Regions from separate parts of the Mus musculus genome. Here region 1 is linked to region 2. Evidence: chromatin contacts called from public promoter capture Hi-C data. All regions are on one chromosome and are shown on one strand. The core of a region is the stretch at or near the end of the contact, and the rest is flanking DNA. Distances in the headings are between cores, read along the strand shown.

What was found. Promoter capture Hi-C pulls out the DNA fragments that hold promoters and counts their contacts.
Region 1: a contact with region 2 is called in a promoter capture Hi-C map of cranial neural crest. The contact joins the promoter of 4930524J08Rik here to the promoter of Polr2b in region 2.

What each region holds. Positions count from the first base shown.
Region 1 is chr5:99,973,995-99,980,839 of GRCm38.p6, reverse strand. It overlaps 4930524J08Rik, which reads right to left and starts at 1,905. Exons shown (of 2, transcript XM_030254981.1): 1 at 1,888-1,905; 2 at 1,174-1,803. The coding sequence starts at 1,905. The coding sequence ends at 1,288. Hnrnpd (heterogeneous nuclear ribonucleoprotein D) reads left to right here and starts at 1,902. Exons shown (of 9, transcript NM_001077265.2): 1 at 1,902-2,448; 2 at 4,250-4,306. The coding sequence starts at 2,216. Gm42127 (a long non-coding RNA gene) reads left to right here and starts at 4,313. Exons shown (of 2, transcript XR_880475.1): 1 at 4,313-6,845.
Region 2 is chr5:77,308,954-77,316,059 of GRCm38.p6, reverse strand. It overlaps Polr2b (polymerase (RNA) II (DNA directed) polypeptide B), which reads right to left and starts at 5,576. Exons shown (of 25, transcript NM_153798.2): 1 at 5,430-5,576; 2 at 2,837-2,909; 3 at 60-210. The coding sequence starts at 5,448. It overlaps Noa1 (nitric oxide associated 1), which reads left to right and starts at 5,974. Exons shown (of 7, transcript NM_019836.3): 1 at 5,974-7,106. The coding sequence starts at 6,004.

The DNA.
Region 1 (6,845 bases), core at 656-3,155, about 23 Mb before region 2:
ACACTCAAATTCCAGAAGCGACAGGGCTGCCTGTGAATTAAAGTAAACTTTTTTCGGTAAAATGATGTCTTAGTTACTGTTCTACTGTTGTGAGGACCAATGCAATGTGTAAGAGAAAAGCATTTGGTTGGGGGCTTGCTTCTAATTTGAGAGGGGTAGTCCAGTGTCAGCATGGTGGGAAGCAGGCAGGGTAGGCAATGACCTGTGGGCTGAGAGCTTTCCATCCTGATCCACAGGCAGCAGGCAGAAAGGCCTGGTATGGCCTTTGAAACCTCAAAGCAAATTCCATGAATACCATCTCCCAACACAGCCATGCCTCCTAATCCTTCCCAAACAGTTCCATGGCATGGTGACTAAAACATTCAAACATAGGAGCCTTTGGGACCAATCTCTAAACCACTACAACCAGTTTTTCTAAAAGGCTCATCATTTAAATCCATAGGATAAATAAAAACCTCGGGTTCATCCAAGTTGTTGCCAACCTGCAATATTTGACTTGAGTCATCTTATTTGGTCAGTATTTTTGGATGGTAAAGAAAAACGTGGAATCACTTCTTTTTCGCCAATCATCTTGGTGGTTGCCTGTCTGTGATTTGCTCAATGTTGAAGACATTTCCACTATTTGATGCATATTCTTTCATTTTATGGATTCTGTAACAAACTGTAGTGATAAATCTTGTTTTAATCGTTGGGATTTTCAGATTATGTACAGTTACTGTAAATTGACTTAAAGTACACCATGGGAAGCATTTATTTAAAATTTTTTTATGTGTTTTGCTAAGGGGTAATGCCAGGTTGGCCTCAACAGTCCTTCCTCCCTTCTCTGGGATCACAGTTCTGGGATTACAGCGTGTACCTAATTAGCTGGGCTGAAGTCCTGTCCCTGTATGCTGTCTTTTGTAAACTTCTCCAAACCCTGTTTGGAAACTGGATACTTACTAAGCAGTCGAGTGGTTGACGACAAAAAAAACCAAACCAAACCAAACCAAACCAAACCAGAAATTCCATTTTCTTCTAAGTCTTGCAGGAAGCTTCAAAGTCTAACTCCTGAGTAGGAATTCCAATAGGTTTCTTAGCGATTAATTTTAAAATCGTGAATCACACGCCTAACGGCGTTTCATTTTTTTCTTTTTATAAAATCGCCACCTCAACACCACAAACCCAGAAACCTCGTAAAGATGATTCATGACATTTATATATCCTGTTTAATACAAGGACTGTAACTCGTAAAAAAAAAGGAGCCCTGGAGTCGACCTTAATACATACACTTCCCAATCCATAGTGACTTCAAAGAATCGTGGCCGGCGTTAGGCTCTTGTAATAACGGAGGCAAAGCTTAAGACTAGGGAAGCAACTCTGAGAAGAGGCAGCCTCGACCATCAAAGCCGCCTTTGGACAGCGCCGCGGCGGAGCCTCAATGTCACCCGGCGCAGGGACGGCGGAGCACTGCACAGGCGCGGCCCGCTGCCCCACGCAGGTCCCGGGGCCCACAGCCGTGGCTCCCTGAGGGCAGCCTCCACGAAGTCTCCGCTGGGGATGGACGAACCACACCCCTCCAGGTCGGCCGCGCCTGCCAACCAAAGCCGAGGAGCGGCCGGTGACTCCAGGAATCCGCGGAAGGGCGGGGCCAAGGGACGGGGGCGGGGGAGGCCTCTCTAGCCGCGCCCTCGAACCAGCGCTCCTTGTTCTCGATGGTACCCGCGCGCCCCTCTTGCGCACGCCACTTCCGGTCCTCTTTAAAGGCCCGCGCCGCGCGACCGCGGGGCGTGAGAGCCAGTCGGAAAGGGACGGGGAGGGCGGGGCCTGCGCGGGGGGCGGGGCCTAGCGGTGGACGGGGGCGGGGGAGGCGCAAAGGGCGCGCTCCGGAGCCACGTGACCGGGACGCGCCGTTCTTCCGTCGGCCATTTTAGGTGGTCCGCGGCGGCGCCATTAAAGCGAGGAGGAGGCGAGAGTGGCCGCCGCTGCTACTTCATTCTTTTTTTTTTCAGTGCAGCCGGGGAGAGCGAGAGAGCGCGCTGCGCGAGAGTGGGAGGCGAGGGGGGCAGGCCGGGGAGAGGCGCAGGAGCCCTTGCAGCCACGCGCGCGCCTTGTCTAGGGTGCCTCGCGAGGTAGAGCGGGCATCGCGCGGCGGCGGCGGGGATTACTTTGCTGCTAGTTTCGGTTCGCGGCGGCGGCGGCGTCGGCGGGTGTCGTCTTCGGCGGCGGCAGTAGCACTATGTCGGAGGAGCAGTTCGGAGGGGACGGGGCGGCGGCGGCGGCAACGGCGGCGGTAGGCGGCTCGGCGGGCGAGCAGGAGGGAGCCATGGTGGCGGCGGCGGCGCAGGGGCCGGCGGCGGCGGCGGGAAGCGGGAGCGGCGGCGGCGGCTCTGCGGCCGGAGGCACCGAAGGAGGCAGCGCCGAGGCAGAGGGAGCCAAGATCGACGCCAGTAAGAACGAGGAGGATGAAGGGTGAGTAAGGGGCGGCCCCGGGCAGCCGCTCGCCAGGCCCCCTCCCCCTCCCCGCCATTAGGCCTCGCTCCCGCGACCGCCCGCCCGCCCGCAGGCCCCAGTGCAGTCGCCCCCTCGGCCGCCCCTCTTGTACCTCGGGCTCCCCCCCGGGCCTGCATCTCCTTCCCTGCCTGCTCGCCCCCTCCCCCATCACACACGTTTCCACCTTTAGCCGTCACCATGCTACTCCGCGGCCCGCCCTCTTTCCTCCCTCGCCGCGGGTCTCCTCCCACCGATGTGGCCGCCAGGATTTTTTCCCGCCTGTCGGAGCTTACCCTCCCACCCCACCCCCACGTCTCCCGGATTTCTAACCTCTTAGGCTTAAAAATGCAAACGCACAGAAAAGCTTTTTACCAGGGTTGCCAAGGTTGGTCGGGCGCTTCGCCCTCGCCCCCGAGACGGTGCGATTATTGACACGCTCTTGCTTTGGGAAAGCTGTAGGCTGTCCACCTCTCTTTTCTCCCGCGTCGGCCGCAGGCCATTGCTTTTAAATAGTTTTCGTCTTAGGATTCGTTCGTTCTGTCCACTTTACGCTGTCACCACGACACGCTCCTACAGGCCCTGCGTTTGTGCTGTAGACAGACCGGGCCTGCCAAAGTCCCTGGTCTGCTGGCGCGTTGGTGTGGCTCCGCGGGCTCCATTTAAGTCCTTCCTGGTCGATGGGGCCTGTACTTGACTGGGGCTCTTCCACCTCCCGCCTGCGGTTGCCCTTCCCCCATTCTGCCAAGTTATTCTCTCTATGCACCCTTTTCGCGCCCTCAGATTCTGGGTTGCCTATTTGTACAGATTGTAGTCTTTCCTTATTTAGTCTGTGCAACTACATTTTTTACATCTCTCTCCCGCCTTTTCAGTGCCCAGGAGCCTGTTTTGGTTTCTTCTCAGTCTCACCCTCTCACTATTGTTCAAAGGAGCCCACTCACCCTTTAATACGCAATAAATCCTGTGGTGGTCAATGAATTAGTTTTTTTCAGGTTTTTTTAAAATACTAACTTGCTTCCTTTAATTGAAGTAACTTATATCGCCACCAGAAGCTGCTTTTAATAATGTTAAAATGCAGCCTTTGGGAGCTGAGTATCATTCAGGAGACAAGGAAAGGGGGTTCGATCCGGGTCCTTAGATTTTCTTGTTCCCATTACAGATTGCTGATCTTGAGTTATGGTTTCGATACTTTTTATAGTGGGGCTGTGCGTATGCAATTTTTTTCACTATAACCAGGAGAAAGTTTTGGTGGGGAGTTTTTAGAAAGGTGTCATTTTAACCCGTGATTTCCACTACTGGTTAAGAGTATAAAATTTGTAGGGGTGTTGGGACAGTGGAGAAGGACTTGGAGTATAATGTTTAAGAAAATCTCAGTTCAGGCTGATTCTCTGCAGTCTGCTAATGGTTGTACTGGCTTTAGTGGGGAGTTGAGGGTGGGATGGGAAGTGAATTTAATTAAATGGAACTAATATTGAACGATGTGTGGCTTAATTTGAGAAGGGAATACATGTTAAATATTTGAAGAAATTAAGGTTTTTTTTTTTTTTAACATTTTGGTTTTTGCTTTCTGAATTCTGTTCTTTGGACAGAGGCACCAAAATGGTTAATTTGTAACTGGGGCAGGCTTTCTATTACCCTTGAGTTTTGAAGTTAGAAAGTAGCTAGCTGTTTTTGAAGTTTTTTGTTGAACTGAAATATAAATGAATTAGTTTTTAACCCTAACAATGTCAAAAACTAAAACTAGAATTTTGATTGGTTGCTGTACCGGTTGTTAATTCCCTAGCCATTCAAACTCCTCCCCACGACACACTGAAGCAGCGGCGGCACAGCGGGAAGAATGGTAAAACTTTTACATTTTATTTCTGTCTTATAAAGATTTCAGTAGTCATAACATGCAGAGGCTCTGTAATTTAGTTGCCCATTGAGTCCCAGGAGATTTAGACATTAATACTGTAGGCTGAGTCTTGTGCCTGGGATGTAAGGCCTTTCTAGATACCCTAAATAATCTGGGCAAGAACGCCATTGCGTGATATGCTGTGTGGTAATGCATGATGAGTTGACAATTTGACCAACCTAAACTAAATGTAATTATTAATTTTTCTTTTAAATATGGGCAAACAAAAGTTACTGTATTTTCATTTAGTTTTTATTAGGTTGAAATATTTTTGTTTAAATTCTAAGCTTAATGCTAAATATAAAGGTTACTTGATAAAGATACTGCGTGTTAAAATGTCTTGCATGTTATACTGAAGTATTCTGTCAAGTAGACAGTTCCTTAAGTATTACTATGCTTTATGCAAAGTCCTGTATACTTTAAGCATTGTGTATATATTCATAGGTGGGCTAAATGTGGCTTTCCACTACAGCTCTTATCAGGCTTTTTATTTTCAGTGTGATTTGGCTGGGATGTTAATTACAGTTGGTTGACATGTGTTCACATTTGCATGACTTCCCTTGGAGGCTGGTAGGTTGAGCATTCTTTTTACCCCACTTCTCCCCCCTGAAATGTCAGTCTCTGCCCTTAGGGTCATACTTTGATCTTTACCATTGGAGGTTAGAAAGCCAGTACATTGCCTATGTCTGTACAAACCATATTCTATTAAGTTATTTTGGATAACACTTAAATTTTATATGTTTTTTTTTTTTTTAACTTCCCTTCTACTGATATTTGTCCAGTTTTAAGTTGGGGGTAAAGAAGTTTAACAGATAAAAGAAACAAAATGGAAAAAAACAAACTAGGGTCTGAGTGTGACATAATAATGTTTAGATGAATATTCTGTCTTGGTGCCTGCTGGGCACAGTAAGTTGACTAATGATGGCAAATTAAACCTTATTTGACTTCTATTTGAACCTTAGTTGTTTGTAGTAAGTTGAATTGACCATGTTTTAGATTAGAAGGTCATTCTTTTTACTGTTTAAAAAAGTTATCTTTGTCCCCTCGTTCAATAAGTAGCAAATGCTTGTAGAGCTTTCTGGGATCAGTTTTTGGAGAAAGTTTGATAACTTAAGTGTAAATGTTATGGAACTGTCCAGATAGATGATGCTGGGTCTCCACTGGCAGCCTTTCTGAAGTAGTAGGTTTTACTCAAGCAGTCTTGTACTTAGACGGCATCCTTACTCTCCAGCACTTGTTTTGGAGACAGTCTCACTGCGTTGCCCAGGCTTAGGAGGCTCTTCAGCTGCCAAGTCTCTTGGACTACAGGTGTGTGGCCACTGTGACCAGATGTCCCCTGTTGTTCTTCCCACCTCTTTCTCTAATTTGATTTGATAAATGTCAATTTACCCAACTCCGTTTTGTTGCAGATGCTAGACTTTCTGAGCAAAACAATGAAGATCTTTAAGCATACCTTTTTGGTATCTATATGTGTACACTCCATGTTTCTGTTTTCCACACCAGTTTAATAATATAATCTCTGTAGTGGAGATGAGACCAGTCAGTAGATTAAATGCCCTGTGAAGTTAATTTCTTAAAAACACTTTGGTGTGCAGTGCAGCTCCTGTTAAAATGAAGTTTCATCTTGAAGTACTATTTTTGAGGAAAGGTCTCCTACATGCCTAGGCTGACCTTGGCCTAATATTCCTGTGTCCACCTCAAGTGTTGGGGACTGTAGGTAAATGCTACTCTTCCTGGTTTTCCTGCTAAAATATTTTTTAAAGATGAGTTTGTTATTTGACATGCTTTATTATGTATTATTGTTTATTCATATGTGAACATGAAGTTATTTTTAGAAAAGCACCCTTGTTTCAAGATTAATGAGTTTGTTAAGTGTCTCATCATAGTGAAATTGCTTTCTGAGTTACTTTAAAATTGTGTTTTGATGTTGGGTTCACGTGTGTGTGTGTGTGTGTGTGTGTGTGTGTGTGTGTGTGTGTGTGTGTGTGTGTGTGAGAGGAGGTTAGTGAGTCTGCTCTCATTCTGTAATGTGGGTCCTGGGGATTGGACTCTGGTCATCTTGTTGGCCACTTTACTATCTACAACTTTTAAGATCCCTGTTATTTCTTAGATATAATTAGTTGCATTGGAATTCCTCATTTTGCTTTCAGTTTGTAGTCTTTATAGTGCTCTGGTTCTTTGGGGGTAGGTAGTGTCTGCTGAAATGTGCATGCCACATTGTATGGAGGACAGTTTTGGAAATTGAAAGAACATTGGAAACCTAGAATACTGTGTCAGTTTTGTAGACAGTTTTACCAGCTTAGATACAATGACTCATCATTCCCACCCTAACCCCCACCTCCAGAATGTGGTTGAGTAGGAAGCTCGACAGTTTCATTGAGTTGTCAGTGGAGCACTTGTCAGGGCAGTACCCAGCTGGCCTGGAACCGTTAGTGTGTGAGCTCAAGTAGAATCTTGTGGAGATTGTTCTCTGCTGTTTGAGAAG
Region 2 (7,106 bases), core at 4,327-6,826:
GGGGGCCTGAGACTCGGGTGCTCCCCGCCACCGGCGCAGCAGGGAAATAACTGTCTTACCGGCTCTTCAACTTCTCCACTGGCGTGCTGAGCTTCGGCCTGTAGGTCAATCGGTGGTGCATCTTCCACAATTCTTTGAACAGACATCTGAATAAACTCATCAAAGGAATCCAGCTGTTGTCTGACCAAGCCTTTCTCATCAAAGTAAGAACTAGGAAAATATTAAGGTCATAATCAGTTGCAACTCAATTTGTTTTCCTGCATATTTCATTTTCATTTAATCCAGCAGTTCTCAACCTGTGGGTTGTCACCCTTTTGGCAAATCTCTATCTCCAAAAATAAGTACATTACAACTCATAAAGTAGTAAATTTACACTTCTGAACAGCAACAAAAATACTTTTATGGTTGGGGGTTGCCATAACATGAGGAACTATTTTGGGTTTTATTTTTGCTTTGTTTGTTTGTTTTTTATGTATTCACCGTTGCTCTCTTCAAACACACCAGAAGAGGACATCAGACCCCACTGCAGATGGTTGTGAGCCACCACATGGTTGCTGGGAATTGAACTCACGACACTGAGAGTAGTCAGTGCTCTTTTTTTTTTTTTTTTTTTTTTAACTATCTGTAAGTGCACTGTAGCTGTCTTCAGACACTCCAGAAGCGGGAATCAGATCTTGTTATAGATGGTTGTGAGCCACCATGTGGTTGCTGGGATTTGATCTCAGGACTTTTGGAAGAGCAGGCGGCGCTCCTAACCGCTGAGCCATCTCTCCAGCCCTAGTCAGTGCTCTTAATCACTGAGTCATCTCTTCAGCCCGAGGAACTGTTTTAAGGGTCAGAGCATTAGTGAGGTTGAGAACTGCTGACTTAATCCAATTCAACAAAGATTGATGAGATGCCAACCAATACACATCAATCATTACATAAGGCCAGTTACATAAGGCCAGGAGTGTTTTCTTTGCAGACATGTTTGGGAGGGAGAAAGGAGAAAACGGTGGGCAATTAAAGCACAACATAACAACTATAAGGCAGCTCTGATCTATAAACAAACTTCATCCAAACTCGAAGCATTTCCCACTGCCATGTTATTATATACAATGTGACTGTTGGTGTGGTGTTCCTGACATAACAGGGTAGAACTTTGTCACTTATTTCTGAGTGCTCATCCTGTGTTTTACTTCAGCTCAATTACACTTGGAAAAGGGTCGGAGTCTGGACTGAAACACAACTTTGATATGACTTTACTCATTTACAATAATTTAACAACAAACAGAATTAGATTAGCATCACCAATAATACCAATAGTAATAAGTGCACCTCTTAATACAAAGGACTCATCCAAACACAATACAAGGAAAGCCAGACAAACCACAACCCACAAGTACTGTACAAAATAACCGACCAGATTTCTTATCTTAAAAAAAGAAGACAGGCTGAGAAACTGTTTCAGATTGAAGGAAGCAGAAAAATAAGTCATAAAAGAAAATGTATGAAGCTGAAGAAATGGTTCTGCAGTTAAGAGTCTATATTCCTGTTGCTAGACACATAGCTTTACATAGTCTGGTAAAGAGCAAGCGGCTGATCCTTCCAAAGGAGCCAAGTTCAATTCCTAGCACCCACGCGGTGGCTCACAATTATCTGCAACTCCTGTTCCAGGGAATCTGACGCCCTCTTCTGGCCTCCATGGGTACCTGTACACTAGGCATGCATAAACTCACATAGGCATAGAAACACAAAAAAAGTAAAATTAAAAAAAAAAAAAAACTAAAAAAGAACAACAAAACCTACAACCCTCAAAGACCTGAGACAGGAGGACTAGCAGGTTCCAGCTCAGGCTATGCTGAGTCCTGGTCTCAAAAACACTAATTGACAAAAATAAATTCCAGTAGATAGCCGGGAGTGGTGGCACACGCCTTTAATCCCAGCACTGGGGAGGCAGAGGCAGGCAGATTGCTGAGTTCCAGGCCAGCCTGGTCTACAAAGTGAGTTCCAGGACAGCCAGGGCTATACAGAGAAACCCTGCCTTGAGAGAAAGAAAAAAAAAAAAAAAAAAAATTCCAGTAGATAGCCCTAGGTCCAGAATGAGAAAAAAATTTTTTGTTTGCTATAAAACTAAGTAAGGTAACTAGCAAAACGTAGGTAGATACTATAAGTTAAGTAAGATTGTTGTATCCATATTAATTCCTATATTGTGATTATGTTATTAAAAACTCCTGCTACTTACTCTCTAATGTTTCTAATGAGAAATGCACAAAGAGAGGAAGAAAAAAAAAGAAAAGAAAAAGTAGGCCAGGTGGTGTCACACGCCTATAATCCCAGCAGTCGGCCAGGTGGTGTCACACGCCTATAATCCCAGCAGTCAGGAAGCAAAGGCAGGCAGACCTCTGTGAGTTCGAGGGCAGGGTTTACAAAAGCAGTTCCAGAGCAGCCAGCGCTACACAGAAAACCCGTCTCAAACAACAAGAAGCACACAAGCAAATCGTATGAGGTCAATATTTAAGGCTTCAATGAAGTGCATAAATGAATTTTTTAGCTTTTCTCTAAGGTGGAAATACTTTAAATAAATACAGCCAGTCATGGTGAGGTGCCCCTCTAATCCTAGCACTCAGAAGGCTGAAGCAAGAGGTTCAAACCAGCCCAGACTGCAGCAAGTTCCACAGCATCCAGCGCTGCATACAGTACTGTCTGCATAAAACAAAGCCAGCCCTGTAAGTAACTAATAGATGCTACATCCATTAGCAAGCACAGAGAAGACCAAGGTCTATCCAGAAGGAAAAGAACAACAGGACCAGACCTTCTAGTATCGACTAAAGCCTGTGCCATTCGGTCGAGTTACCTGATCACGATCCAGCATGCTTCCTGCCACAGATCCGGAGTGATCTCATCGTCGTCTTCATCATATTGCATGTCTGCAAAAACAAAACACTATGCTCACTGGCCCTGACATGCCACGAGTTCACAGTCACCTCCATGAAGTAAATAGCACTCTGCTAAATAAAAGGCAACCACGTCACCCGACTTTCCTAGAATTTCAGACAATTAATGTCATATGCCTATGTCATATTAATATTCTTCCTATATAGAGTTTTTACAACAAAGGTTCGGTTAAGTTGTGAGAATTTATAATTTCTGTCTGCTCAAGAAAAATCCATGTACTAAGAGCTAAGCAGGAGCAAGATCCTCTGACCAGTAAGGCCTCATAGACAACAATGAGAGGGAAAATTGTTTAACTTAGCAACACCCTGGGGTGGTCTATGACTTCAACATTTCATACATTTATATATGCATATTTCAAATGTATGATATATACATGCATGTACATGTGTGTGTGTATATATATATATATATATACACACTATGCATATATGTATAGTATATATGTATTATATATATATGGGTTTTTGGGGTTTTTTTTGAGACAGGATCTCACTATGTAGTCTAGCTACAAGAACTGGCCTTAAACTTACAGAGATCCTCCTGCCTCTGCCTCTCAACCTATGACTAAAGACATGTGCCAACATGCCTGGCCTTTTCCAAAGATTCCCAACCCTCTTCTTTGTGATCTTGCCCCTCCTATCAAGATAAGGAGTCAGCCAGGCATGCTGGTGCACACCTGCCGTTCCAGCACTCAGGAGGCAAGAAGTAGAAGGATCACCATAAATGACAGGCCAGTCTGAGAGACACGATGAGCCCCTGTCTCAAAAAGAAACAAAGATAAAGGGTCTATACATCCTCTCCATGGGTTTTCATAATTTTCAACTCTCCAGTAAAGCCTGCGGCTAGAATGAGGTCACATGGTTTCAGGACAAGGTCAGAAAAAGCACTGCAATTCTGACTTGTTTGCTCTGAAGGCCAGAACTGTCACTAAAAAGCTTCTAATACTTTCCCAATGCTCGCTGATAATGCCAAACTGTAAGAGCCACTTACAGACATTCCAGTCAGAAATCCCACAGATTTTCTCAAGGTTTACTTTTATTTTATGCATATGATCTTTATGCCTACATGCACGCATGGGCTCCGGATATGTACTATTGGATCTCCTAGATTCATGCACAGCACGTTCTGGGAACCAAACCCAAGTCCTCTGCAAGAATGAGCGACAAGTACTCTTAACTGCTGAGCCATCTCTCCAGCCCCCTTGATTCAGAAACTCTGAAAGAGAGTCAACTCATGCCCACCATGCCCTGTACAGCTTTCCAAATAGTATGACCTTCCCCCACCCCCTCCATGCCTAAGACTGACTGCAGAGCATGGCCCACACTAGGCAGTACGAGCACCAGGCTACATCTCCAGTCCAGTAAGAAAGCTTCGTTTGAGCATCACGCTCCTGTTAAAAGTATCTGAAGAGTGAAATATGCTCTACAGAAATATATAGTCTGAGGGCCATGAACCTGAATTCAAACTCCAGGACCTCTATGGTACACCCCATGAGTGCGCCCACATTCATACATATGCACAAAATAAATAAATGTCATATGGTTTTAAAGCTCCTAAATTTCCTTCAAGTAAGAATAACTTTAAAAAGAATATAACGATTCTAATAGATTCTAATGAGGTATGAATGGGTCTGAGACATTGAAGCAATTTTAAAAGTTAAAGCGTTTGCTTCTATTGTTTCCATGAGAAAAGGGGGAGGGAGGGGAATGCATAGGACAGCCACAAAGTTGGGAGCTGGAATAAAATGATTTTTGATCAGAGAAAAGGGAGCTTAAAAAAAACACACACACAACATGAAAATAAAATGGGTAGGACTAAGAAGTGTTCATACAAAAAGTAAAAAGCCATTTTGTCCTCGTGAAAATGGAAAACATACCATCCTAGAACTGTCATCTCGTGGGAAGTGACCGCTTAAGGCCATCTTTTAAGGCAGTTTACTTAAACTGAAGACAGTGTGAAGGAATGTCAACCCAGAACCCGTTCTTTGTCCCTAATACGTCCAGAGTTTAACAATGTCTAACACAAGGACGTGGTCAAAAATTGAGCTTCCTGGGCCTAGAAATATGGCTCAGAAGCAGAGTATGTGCAGACAGGCCCTGGGTTCAATTCCCTGTGCCGTTTAATAATAATAATAATAATAATAATAATAATAATAGCTATTCAATAAGTCGACTGAAATGATAAATGAAATCAATCAACATCAAACAACTAAATGTTAGTTAATAAGCTACGCTATGTCGATTCTGGAAGGTGGTTACAGATTTAACGGGAGGCCGTGTAGGGAGCAATCAAGCCGACCCAGGAACGTGAACCCCGAGCCTGCACCGCTAGCAAAGCCCACTTCGTTCCCGGGCTAAATCGTAGGAACCAGGCTGCCGGGAGCCCGCGCGCCACGGACGGGATGCGGCGGCTGGCGCTGATCCCTGCTGCAGGTCCCCCGCCGTCCCGCCTAAGGGGCTATAGCGTGAAGCGTGCCTCAAGCGGTCACTTACCCTCGTCGGCGTCATACATCTTGGCCAAAGGTTTCTGGAGCTCTTACTCGGAATCGCAAAGCTGGAGACGGGAAGCGCGGCGGCAAACTCAAGAGTGCGATACCAAGCAATGTCCGTCTCCGACGTTCCCAGAATCCTCGGCGTCTCAGCGAGGGGGCGGGGTGTGAGGCTTGCGCCTGCGCAGACGACTGGCAAAGGGTCTGGCTGGACTTGAACTACGCATGCGCGAGTGATGACTAGCTGGCTGCCGCTGAGGACAGACGGCTCCTTAGCCAGAAGTTAGGTTACGCTAATGAAAGTTTCTTGCTGCGTGTTTTGATTTGTTTGAAGATTTATGAAAGAAATGGCTCCGCGTGTGGACTGAGCACTGGAGAACCTTCTGCTCACCCAGCTCTATCGAGTCCGTGCCTTTGCACGTCTGCCTGAACTCTCGAGTTTCAGAGCTGTCATCGCGAGAGTGCGAGAATCGGCCGCACTGTTGGACAGTTCCCTCTCGTCTAGTCGCTGGGGGAGGAACTTCTCGGACGCGAGCGCGCGTGCGCGCGCGAGGCCCCGCCCTCCTCGCGCTGTCCACATGCTGCCCGCGCGCCTGGCTTGCGGGCTGCTCTGCGGGCTCCGGCGGGGCCCCGCGCCGGCCGCTGCGTGCTACGGCCCAGCACGGTGGCTTCTGGAGGGGAAGTGTGAGGTCCCCATCCGCCAGCGTGCATCATCCTTGGGCCGTCGGGTTCCCCCGAGCTCCACGGCGACCGAGGACTATGCAGAAGGCCCGGACACGGAGGAACGCTTTCTGTTCCCGGAGTACGTCCCGGAGCGGACCCCGGAGGAACAAGTGCGGGAGTTGCAGGAGCTGCGGGAGTTGCAGCAGCTGCAGCAGGAGAAGGAACGAGAGAGATTGCAGCAGCGGGAGGAGCGGCTTCAGCAGAAGCTGCGGGCGGGCTTCCGGACGCTGCCTGTCCCGGAGTTTCCAGACGCCTCGGTGCCGCCCAGCGGCATCTACTGCTCGGGCTGCGGAGCCGAGCTGCACTGCCAGCATCCCGGCCTGCCGGGCTACCTGCCGGAGGAGAAGTTCCGCGACGCTGCCCAGGCGGAAGGCGGCCCGGCGCGGACCGTGTGCCAACGCTGCTGGCTGCTGGTGCACCACGGACGAGCCCTGCGCCTGCAGGTAAGCCGCGATCAGTACCTGGAGCTTGTGAGCGCAGCGCTGCGGCGTCCCGGGCCGGCTCTGGTGCTCTATATGGTGAATCTTCTAGACCTGCCGGACGCCCTGCTGCCCGACCTGCCCAAGCTGGTGGGCCCCAAGCAACTCATCGTGCTGGGGAACAAAGTGGACCTGCTGCCCCAGGACGCTCCCGGCTACTTGAAGCGGCTGCGGAAGCGGCTGTGGGACGATTGCATCCGCGCCGGGCTCGTGGTGGCTCCTGGTCATCAAGGACCACAGTACCCTGCCGGGGATGAGCCACTGGAGGAGATAAAGAATCAGAATCCGTCCTCCAGGTCCCGCACGGTAGTCAAGGACGTGCGACTGATCAGCGCCAAGACGGGCTATGGAGTTGAAGAAATGATCTCTGCTCTTCAGCGCTCCTGGCGCTACCGTGGTGATGTCTACCTGGTGGGCACCACTAATGCTGGCAAGTCCACTCTCTTTAACACACTCCTGGAGTCTGATTACTGCACCGC